2 separate regions of the Oryctolagus cuniculus genome follow, and region 2 is linked to region 1. The links are chromatin contacts, called in public Hi-C maps. All regions are on one chromosome and are shown on one strand. The core of a region is the stretch at or near the end of the contact, and the rest is flanking DNA. Distances in the headings are between cores, read along the strand shown.

What was found. A called contact is a pair of places that touch in the nucleus more often than the background predicts.
Region 2: a contact with region 1 is called in a Hi-C map of psoas muscle, with 2.4 times the contacts expected there. The contact joins the promoter of ADAMTS5 here to the enhancer-like site in region 1. A contact is called at or near these places in 2 of 6 Hi-C or Micro-C datasets (psoas muscle and an unstated tissue).

Annotation. Positions count from the first base shown.
Region 1 is chr4:18,358,395-18,364,079 of mOryCun1.1, reverse strand. No RefSeq gene overlaps it. Among named protein-coding and RNA genes, the nearest start is that of ADAMTS5, 480 kb to the left of the region's middle. Within about 2 kb of position 3,114, at least 3 of the 8 cell types and tissues checked have an H3K27ac peak or open chromatin away from gene starts, as enhancers often do.
Region 2 is chr4:18,838,348-18,844,032 of mOryCun1.1, reverse strand. ADAMTS5 (ADAM metallopeptidase with thrombospondin type 1 motif 5) reads right to left here and starts at 2,561. Exons shown (of 8, transcript XM_002716775.5): 1 at 1-2,561. The coding sequence starts at 514.

The DNA of each region.
Region 1 (5,685 bases), core at 1,865-4,364:
GCAGTCACTTGGGTTAACACCACACTAAATGGAAGAAAGAAAAAATTTGGAGATGCTGACTGGCTAGGACAAATCCTCCTTGGCTGATGACAGCTGTTGCTAGTATTTGGGGAGAATGAAGCATAAAATGGAAGCTCGCTTTCTCCCTCTCTCTTTCTGTGTGTGTGTGTGTGTGCGCACACATGTGTGTGTCTGCATTTGAAATAAATATATTTCAGAAAACATGGAATAAAAGTAAGGACATAAAGATTGTGGTACTGAACATTTCAGTGTTCAACTATTGGATCACAAACCCATCAGAAGCATCTGGGTGAAAAAAAAATTTTGTGGATCCCCATATAAACATTAATATACTTAAATCAATTTCTTCTCTGATATTTTTAATTTAAAACCAAAAATTCTTTTTATATTTATGATGCTTAAGATGATGTGGGTTTTTAAAAGATTTATTTATTTATTTGAAAGTCAGAGAGAGAGAGAGAGAGAGATCTTCTGTCCGCTGTTGTTCACTCTCCAGTTGGCTGCAAGGGCCGGAGATGCACCGATCAGAAACTAGGAGCCAGAATCTTCTTCCGTGTCCCCCAAGTGCATGCAGGGGCCCAAGCACCTGGGCCATCCTCTACTGTTTTCCCAGGCCATAGCAGAGAGCTGAATCAGAAGTGGAGCAGCCAGGACACAAACTAGCTCCCATATAGGATGCCAGCATTGGAGGTGGCTGCTTTACCCGCTATGCCACAGTGCCGGCCCCAAGATGTTGTTTTGATGTATGTAATTATTGAAGAATAGATCAGTCAAACTAACTGACACATTCTAGCACCTCATAAACATTTTCTTTATCGTGACAGGGCACAAAATCTCTATTTCAGCAATTTCAACTATATAATATATTGTTATTAATTATTTTCACCATGTGTACAACAGATGCCTTAAGCTTACTCTTTTCTAACTGAAAATCTTAAAAAATCTTTTCTCTCTCTTTATCTTTAATTGGAAGCCAAAGAATTTTCACTTGGATTTTAAATAATGTGTGACATGCTCATCTGAAAGACATTTTGCAAGGTCTCGAGAACAGATTAGCCAACAAAACAGCAACCAGGCTCCCTAGTGCCTTGTGATGTAATCAGTGAGGTTGTACTCTCTGGGGACAGAGAAAGAGCAAAGAACTTGTGTTTGGCCCCTGGTTATGCAGTTTTGCTTTGTGGTGGGTATCCTACTGGGACTGACTGTCCAGCCTTCCCTGTGTCTATTCTTTTACATGCTGCAAGCAGTGTAGGAAAGTACAGGGATTCCGTTTTTTACCATCTGAGGATTCTCCATCTTCCATAGGGATGAGGACCTTGCACTGGAGCAGAAAGACAGAGGAATGAGCCTGTTTTGCATTCAGCCTGAGGAACTTGGTGAGGCACACACTTGTGAGGGACATGTGATCCTTTTTTCTGCAGCAACTTGCTGACATTGTTGATGCCAACACTCAGGGTCAACTTTCAGCTTTTCTGGAAATGGCTAGAGAGTGTTCTCTGAGTGCCGAACGGGCACAGTGAATCAGCTTGGCCTCAAAATGCACTCTGCCTTACCCAACGGAGCAGTGCTGAGTGTTCACATCTGCACGTCTCCATCCGCACAGAGTCAGTCCATCTCAGAAGCAGTCTGGAATTTAGACCCTTGAGCCATTCTGCGGCACTGGGGGTGGCAGGAGTGATTATATCCTCTAATCTTTCCCTAAGTGAGAATAAAGTGTTTATGCTCTGTACCTTTTAATAATATTTAAGTCTGAAATGATTTGGCTTCTTCTATTTATTTCTCTTAAATATGTTGAGTGGATGCTGCTAAACCCCCCTCCCAATAAGTTGGATCTGGCAAGTATTTATTAATCATTTTCATATTGCAATTTCATGTTTGCACAGCCAAATAACACACATAAAATTCTTTTAACCTCTTCTTATAAAATCAGTGCTTCTTTGCCTTAATCGATCTTCACAGTGCTTTCTGAGTTTAACCAGCTTCCTTTGGCAGAGTCGTGGTGAGAAAGCTGGATCCAGAGACTGTCAGTAGCAGAGTCTTTGCCATGCCATTCCCCTTGGCAATTTCAGGCCTCATCCAGGCTAGAAAATAGCCCAGTGCGTGCTGTCTTTTCCCTGCTTTCTGCCAGTCAACAAATTCCAGCTGTGGTCAACTATGAGCTTTTAGCTGCAGGGACAGCGTGGCACATGCTTTAGGTTTGATTCAGGGCTCATATAATGTTGAGACTGAATTTTCAAGTGACACCCAACAATACCTCAGTTCCCAACCAGATTGTCTCAGAATTATCCAATCACCCTAACATCAATGAGGTGGCTGGGAAAATTCTTTATCAGAGTCTCAGAATAAAAGCAATGCCGAGATGTTTACTTTTCCATTGCACATTTCCAGAACTTTGATTACCATGATGAAGTGTTCTTACCCTGTGCTATATTCCCAGATTTTCCTAGATTAGTGGGAGGTGATTACTCTGGGGGAGGGAAGCCAGAAAGTACAGAGATAGTCACATTTCATGACTCTGTGCTTCATGTTTTCAAATAGGAATGGTGCTGTATGTCATGGTTTTTACATTCACTGTCAAATCATTTATTTGAATATATTTTCTTCCTCTTAAAAAAGTCTTTTAAAACTAAGAAAAGAGAAGTTGCATAAATTTCTTCCTTATTGAATACCAACTCTTAACGTTTAGTCAAAGGTTCATGAGTGATGAGAGAGAGTACACAAAAAGTTAAATGATATTTTTAAGACACTTGTTCATTTTAAGATTTAGTTTTGGGTTTTAAATGTGCCTAACTGGTCTCCTGTCAGGACTCCAAGGTCGGACTCCTGCTTTAATTCTACTTTACCATATCTTAGGCTGAGATCCTAAGAGGGGTGTGTGTGTGTGTGTGTGTATTCAACTATCTGTCCTTATATGTCTTCTTGTCATGCTGTAACTCATTACCACAGAATTAGTGGTTTGAGTGCCACAGGTTCTAAATAAAACACAGGTCTGTCTGGACTAAAATCTAGGTGTCAGGACAGTGAGTTTGCTTACCTGAGACAGTGGGAAAGAATCAGTCTGTTGGCTGTATTCAGTTCCTGTTGACTATAGGTCTGTAGTTCCCATCTCTTTATTTTGTGAGCTGGGACTGGACAGGTCTCATAGAGTCCTTTTGTCAGTCTTTACTGTTGATGCCCTGTAGTTAGGAGCAATCAGGGGCACACTGAAGTCATGTTTGCAAGCCTTGTGACTTTCTCTTATGCTTTCTTCCTTACCAATCTCTGATGCCAACCAGGGAAAGTTTTCTTTGAAGGGCTCATATGATTGAGCTTCTCTGGATATCCAGGTTATTTTCCCCATTTTAATGTCTGGAAACGTGTCTGTGTGTGTGTCCCTCTGTCTCTCTGAATCTCTCTTTCTGAAACAGGATATCATGAGCCAGAAAGAAGAGAAGATACTGAACCAAAAATCTCACTTCAAAATTCCTTCCCCTACAGGTATCCATTAATGTGGCCTGGTAATTTAATCATGGGAACTTTCTTCATCTTTTCAAAATGTTATTTTACCTGTCATGTTCTTATTTATTCAGGTGATTGGGAAATTGTTGAGGCAGTCATGTGCATGTACCTAGGGGTGTGCCTGGTATACAAAACTGGGTGGTGCATTTTTAGTACAATTTTGTTTCAGAAGAACCCTTGCACATCCTGTCTCTTATCAAAACCTGCTACATTACAGTTACCCAGGGTCACAAAAACCAAGCCAGGGCTGTCATTCAGGGAGTGGAGGGGGTGAAGCCAGATAAGAACACAGGGGAGGCACCAGTAAGGGAAGGAAACTGGACACTATGCTCTGCAAGCCCAGCATGTGGGAAACAGCTGGGCGCATTCTTTAACCTTTGTCATCCCTGGCACTGAAAAAGCACATCCAGTTTGCACAGAAAGGATTTCCAAATGGAACTTCAATAAAGTCAGGGTGAAAAACATTAGGAAAGTGTTTTGATTTGATGCATGGCACTTATTATCCGTATCATTTTGTCTACTGAAAGCCATCTGATTCTTATGTCTAACTAAGAAACCTTTAGAAATGTTATGTGCCCTCCAGCAAAAAATAAGGAACAAACAAAATACTACAGTCTGAAAAGTAGGAGGGAGAGATTGCATAATAATAGATTTCTTGCATTTTTTTCTAGTATTTCTTTTAAATGGTGAAAGAGAAGACTACTTGAAAAATATAATGCAACCCTTAAAAATCCGACAGACTATGTGGTAATCATCTGAAAGCCAGTTGCATGCCTTCTTAGATGATGACTCTGAAAATGTGCCCATTGTGATATAATCTACTCTCTGGCTAGATTGTGGGATTTAGGCCATTATAAATACACTAATACATATTTAGCTCCAGTGGGGCCCCCTTTGTACAACTATGGCTCCTGAGTTCATCTCATCTTCTCTCAGTGGCTGTCAGAGATGAATATTGATTTAATCAAGAGAATTCATCTTGTCTTTGAAATTGAGCTTGCCTTGACAATAGTCAATGGAAGATATCCAAAGATTAGTACTGTACTGTAACAAGGTTTGTTTTCCAAAATCATCATATTTCCTTGTTTTCCAGAGCAAGATTTCAATTTTCTTCAATAAAACTTCTTCAGAGATACTAAATAGCTCACTCTAAAGCCTAATAATGAAGGTACTATATTAGGATTTAGGAAATTAAAATTACAAAATTAAAAATATAATTAAGAAATTAACAAAGTAAACATGGTTTTCTTATTTCATAAGCAACATGGATGTTACTTGAGCCATCCCATGCTGCCTTCCAGCATGCACATTTGTAGGAAACTGGAATTAGAAGCAAAGTAGAGTGCTATTTAGGACATCTGCCATTCTATGAGTCTGCTGAGTATCTCACTTCCCATGTTGGATCACTCTCCCCTTTATTTATTCTATCGGTTAGTGTTAGCAGGTACTAGACTTGTTTATGTGCTCCCTTTGACTCTTAGTCCTTTCATTAGGATCAATTGTGAACTGAAATTGATCACTTGGAATAGTGAGATGGCATTGGTACATGCCACCTTGATGGGATTGAATTGGAATCCCCTGGTATGTTTCTAACTCTACCATTTGAGTTTCAACAAATATTATAAAAAAACCCTGTTCCTTAACAGTGGAGACAAAGTCATCACATCTCAAAGTATCAGTTTTGATTTCAGACTTCCTTTTAGGTACTCTGTTAGTTACCACAGATTAGGGAGGACATATGGTATTTGTCCTTTTGGGATTGACTTATTAAACTAAGTATAATGTTTGTTTTCTGGCTGCATCAATTTTGTTGCATTTTTTTTACTGTTGTTTAGTATTCCATGGTGTTCATATCCCCCAATTTTTTATCCAGTCTACAGTTAATAGACATTTGAATTAATGCCATATTTTAGCTATTGCAAATTGAGCTGCAATAAATATGGGGTTACAGATAACATTTTCATATGATGATTTCATTTCCCTTGGGTAAATTCCTAAGAGTGTGATGGCTGGGTCATATGACAGGTCTATATTCAGATTTCTGAAGTATCTTAATACTGTCTTTCACAAAGGCTGTACCAGATTACATTCAATCAACAGTGGATTAGGTAACCTTTTCCCCCACATCCTAGCCAGCATTTACTGTTTGTTGATTTCTGTATGAAA
Region 2 (5,685 bases), core at 1,312-3,811, 480 kb before region 1:
GCCCTCGCAGCAGAGGCTTCAGGGTGTAGCGCGCGTGCTTGACCGCGAAGAAACCCTCCAGACCGCCGCAGAGGTCAAAGACGGCCAGGGAGCGGGAGCTGCCGTCCACCGTGCCCCTGTAGAAGCAGTGGTCCCGGTGGCGCCGCGGTGCGCTCAGCCCGCCTCCTGCGGGCACGAAGCCAGCAGCGCCCACCGAACCATCCCGCTCCAGGTCCAGGAGGAATCTCCGGCCGCCCGCGTAGACGAGGTAGCCCACCTTGCCGCCGCCCGAGTAGAGCTGGTCGATGTTCCGCACGAGCCCACTGCTCCGGCGCTGAGGCGCCAGCGGCTGCGGATGGCGGGGAGGCTCGGTCCGCTCCTGCGCCTCCTCCCCCTGCCGCCGGCGGGGCTGGGCGGCCGCTGCAGCAGCCCGAGGCTGCCCGGCTTTATCCTGGGCAGGTGCCGCGGCGGTGCCGGCTGCGGCCAGGGACAAGCGGAACGCGCACAGCAGCAAGGACGCCCACCAGAGCAGCATAGTGCGCTGCCCGCGGGGAGGGGCTGCGTGACCGGGACCTTATGGGTATTTGTTATTCGCTAGGGAAGTTACCGGGGCGGGGAGTGGGGGCACACACACACACACACACACACACTTGCTCCCAAGGTTGACTCAAGTGTCGGAGGGTGGGGGGACCGGCAGCAGCGCCTGCCTGTCCGGGCCGCGGTGCCAGCGTGCGAACTTTTCTTTGTTGGTTTGGAAAAATGTTTGGATTGCAGCTCCGGAAAAAAAAAAAAAATGGGGGGTAAAAAAAAAAGGAAGAGAGAAAAAAGTCAGGTGATGGAGATTCAGCAAATACGTGGAAAGGAGAGGAAACAAGCAAACAAACAAAAAGTCCAATGCTGCCAGGTTCCTTGCACCAGGAAAAGTAAGGAGGGTACCGCGCACCGGGCCGGCAACTGGTGCGCGCCGCCTCGCCGCCGCCCCCTGGCCGCTCGGTCCCCGCCGGCTGCAGAGGTTCCGAGCTCCGGGGCCCACTTGCTTTCTTATTTTGTGGGTTTCCTCGGCTCTGCTGGAACCAGGAGGAAGGGGAGAAAGAGAGGAGGAAAAGCCATAAAAATTAAGACAAAATCGCAGGGGGCGGCCTGCGGCGAGCCGGTGCGGGTGGCGCGTCGGGGTCCCCTGGTCTGCGGTGCCTTCCTGCCCGCGGTCATCCCCAGTCGGCTGCTGCGAGCGCTGTGAAGATGCGAGGAGGTGGAACAATGAATTTATAGCGGCATGCCATCCTGCAATGGCAATTTCAACAATTCGTCACTGCACGCTGCCTCTTAAAGGGAGAGCTTCCCCCACCGCTCCCACCCTTCCCGCTCCGCGCCTAATCGGATGGGGGAGGGCAGGGGCGGAGGGGGAGGCTGATCGAGGAAAGGGAGACCAGGAAGGAGGAAGGGACCGGGACCCGGCTAGCGAGAGGGAGGGAGCGAGAGCGAGGGGAAAAAGTATTGGGGCAAGAAAAACAGAAGATTTCCTTGGCCTCATTTAAAGCCACAGCAGCTCCGGGTCTGTCTGATATTTCACAACCAATCGGAGTTGGCTAACCCCGCTTACCTCATCTCCTGAAGGAGTGTTTTGGTGTGTTTTTAAAGTTATTGGGACATTTCAAGTCTCTCCCTGCCTGCTTTTCTGGCCCTCGGTGGGAAGTTCCCGCTGTAAGTGTTTCCCCTTGGCGCGCCCGTGCGCCCCGGCCCCTGCAGACCCAGCACCGCTCGCCCACCGGCAAAAGGCGCCCAGCGTCCCCACCGCGTCCCCTCGCCCCCGCGCTCCTTTCGCTTCTCCCGGCCGTCCCGGTACCCAGGTCCCTCCCGCGCCCTTCCGCGGCCGGTCTGCGCTCCGACGGCCGCCGGCTTCGGGCTCCGGGTGACTAACTTCTGCCGGCCACCAGCTGAGCGGCAGGACAGCTGGACAGACATGGGCACTTCCTGGCTCGCCGCTGTGGTGTCGCGGGCAGGGCCGCTGGCGGCCTGGGAACTCCCGGCTTTGTGTGAGACTGGCGAACGCCCCTCTCTCCTGGGTGCTTAGCACCGGTGCCCACCGTCTGTCCTTAATCCCAGAGCAACTTCCTTTGCTTTAGAAGGCAGGATAGGAAGGAGTTAATTCTTGAAGGAGATTCAGCTGAGCTTTTTTTAAGATTAATTTGTGCTCACACTTTCTATTTTTTCATTCTTAAATGCTAATTAAATGATACGTCCCCATATTTGCTTTTACCACACCTCTCCTAAAGACTCCACTCAATGCCATAGGCCTGGCCTTACTGTCATCCTCAGAAATTCCTTTCTGGGGAAAGACTGACTTTCAGTGGAGGAGTATCCCTGCTTATTAGGGAGCAGCTGCCATCGTCACTTTTGTTACTGCAACTCATTGTAGACTTCCTTTTGGGTCCTCTATCAATTCTAAGAGGAAAGTCGGAAACGTCAACCAATGGCTTTCTAATCCCTACCTAGTAATTGCTACAGGATCCATTGCTGTAGGGCCCAGAGCCCTCATGCTGCCAATCATTCTTCAGGCTAATTCACCAAGGCCTCCAGGGAACAATGACCCCAGCATAAAGTTTCTATTACTTTTAACTTAAGTGGTGGTGTAGAGGCTAGTTGGAGCCCCCAGTGGTCACCAAGCCAATTACTGTGTCTGGGAGTCCACCTGAGCATCCAGGACTGGTGTGCAGTCTGCAGGGCAGGTGGAGGGAGAAGATTCCAGAACTCCCCACCCATGCTTGCTCTGTGCCTAGAATCCACTCTGGAATCATCTAATGAGAGGCGGAATGAAACTGACCTGAGGTTGCATTCTCATTTATAAATTAAGTGATCACGGGACACCCAGGAACATCCAACCAGCCCCTGATAGGTTTTGATATCCATAAGTCATGAAGGAAGTTGCTGTTGCTGTAGACCGCGGCTTCTAAATTCCATAGCCTCCTGGTCTCTCAGTGGCTGGTTGCCTGAGGGCAGTGTCACCAGCTGGCTGGGTCAGGGCTGGAAGGAAGATAATCTGTGTTTCAGCAGTGTGGTCCGTTCTGCCAGAAGCCCTCTAGCCTACGCTGACCATATGCTCTCTCTAGTGGTCATTCCATTGCGCCTACAGATAGCGAACTTTATTTAATTTTTTTTTACCAGTTCCAGTGAAAAAGAATCCAATATTTGATACAAATCAATATCTATAAAACAGCCTTGGTCCAGTAAATTTAATGGTTTCATAACTGTTAATATAAAAGGGTCATTTGATAGACAAACATTTTAGGTGACTGCTATTAAATTAATAAATTATAATTCTTTTTATTGATTATATATCTAAAATTTGAGAAAACTCCAACTGAATTTTCTTCTTAATGAAGTTTTTTTCCTCTTCCCCAAACACTGCACATCTCACATGAATCTGATTTTTATACCTTTAAAGTTAAATTGCAGAATGACATTTCCACTCAGATATTCAAATATTTATAAATATATTGAAGAAGGCCGGCGCCGCGGCTCACTAAGCTAATCCTCTGCCTTGCGGGCCAGCACACCGGGTTGGGTTCTAGTCCCGGTTGGGGCACCGGATTCTGTCCCTGTTGCCCCTCTTCCAGGCCAGCTCTCTGCTGTGGCCAGGGAGTGCAGTGGAGGATGGCCCAAGTACTTGGACCCTGTACCCATGGGAGACCAGGATAAGTGCCTGGCTCCTGCCATCGGATCAGCGCCGGCCGCGGCAACCATTGGAGGGTGAACCAACAGCAAAGGAAGACCTTTCTCTCTGTCTCTCTTTCTCACTGTGCACTCTGCCTGTCAAAATAAATAAATAAATAAATAAATAAATAAATAAATTGAAGAACAGAATAGAAACAAAGTTCCCAAAGTGTGTATCACATTAGAACATATATTTATGAGAAAAGGAATTAATTAGAGCTTATAAATATAATGAATGCATTCTTATATATTCAGAAAATTTCTTCTTGAGTATAAATTTTTCTGGGAAGTAATATGGACTCTTTAGGAAGCTAACCTGGTGATATTTTAGAGGATTAGGATGAGATTCTATGTTCAGGAAAAAAAAAATAATGCCTGTATGTCAAAGACAGTCATTTAAATCAAGTTAAAGTGGCCAACATTTTTATTTTATTTTTAACATAGAAAAAATATAGACTCACAATCACGTCTAGGTGGAGTAATTGCTTACTACTCCATTACTCCATCATCATATGTGACAGTTTTATTTGTCTATATTTAATAAGAAATTCCCATTACATTTATAGAATATATGCTTATGAATACAACTGATATATAATTTTACATTTCCTTAAAGGAAGAAAGGCTTTCCACTCCAGAATGTTAGAAGTTAGAAGTTATCTTAGACATCACCTAAGGCGACTTCCTACATCTGCTAAGAGACACTGAGACCTACAGGATGCAGGTGACTGCCTGTGGATAAAAACATCTGCTATTGGTCCACTCTCTTGAAACCTAAATCACCCAATCCCTAACGAAATGCTCACTCTACAACACTTTTTAAAAAAATTTATTTGACAGATAGAGTTAGACAGTGAGAGAGAGACAGAGAGAAAGGTCTTCCTTCCATTGGTTCACTCCCCACATGGCTGCTACGGCTGCACCTACGGCGATCTGAAGCTAAGGAGCCAGGTGCCTCTTCTGGTCTCCCATGCAGGTGCAGGGCCCAAGCACTTGGGCCATCCTCCACTGCCCTCCCGGGCCACAGCAGAGAGCTGGACTGGAACAGGAGCAACTGGACAGAACCCGGTGCCCATATGGGATGCCAGCGCTGCAGGCGGAGGGTTAACCAAGTGAGCCACGGCGCCGGCCCCTCTACAACACTTCTTAAAAATCAAACCAGTTTAGTAACTATTCTTCAAGGGCCTACTACAAAGTGCTTTCTGAGACATTCTGAGGTTTTGTGGTGATGATTAGGCCATGGTTGATGTTCACAAGGAACTCATACTTCAGAAATGGAGCTAATTTTGCTATTAGATATGTAGAATAGAAGTTGGCAAATACAAATATAGAGGCCGACAATCAGAGGAACAGTTCCTGCAGGTGCTCTGAGCCCTGTATTTCCAGTACAGCTTCACCCCATAGGATTTCTGTGTCCTTGTAAGTGGGATTTCCATTTGCTAAGGTGTTATCCCCCCCCCCCACTATGATTTTAATAGTAAGAGTGAGGAAATACTGACAGTAAAATTTTTCCCTCCAGTCAAACACCTGTTCCTTACCACCCATGTTGAAGAGTCAGACTCTCAATGTGCTTTCCTTTCCCACATCAAGATTCCTGCCCTAGCCCTTGCTGCATTTTGAGCCCCCTTAGGATCATCTAGCTTAGTACCATGATGCATGGATGTTGGGAGTGGGAATTCTTCTTCCCCTACTTGGGCCAATTGTAATGCCGGAAGGGCTGTAGATGAAGATTGGATTTCTGGTGCAACAGCCGGGACAACACTTGGAAAATACGCGTGCCATGTAAGTCCTGGCTCTGCTTTTGGTTCCAGAATCCTGCTAATGCACACCCTAGAAAACAGCAGGTGATGAGAGACCAAGATTAAATTCCTGACTTCTGGTTTTGACCTGGCCCCCACTCTTGGCTGTTGTGGCCATATAAGACATGAACAAGCAGATAGGGGATCTCTCTCCGGATCTCTCTTGCTCCCTCCCTCTTTCAAATAAAATTTTAAG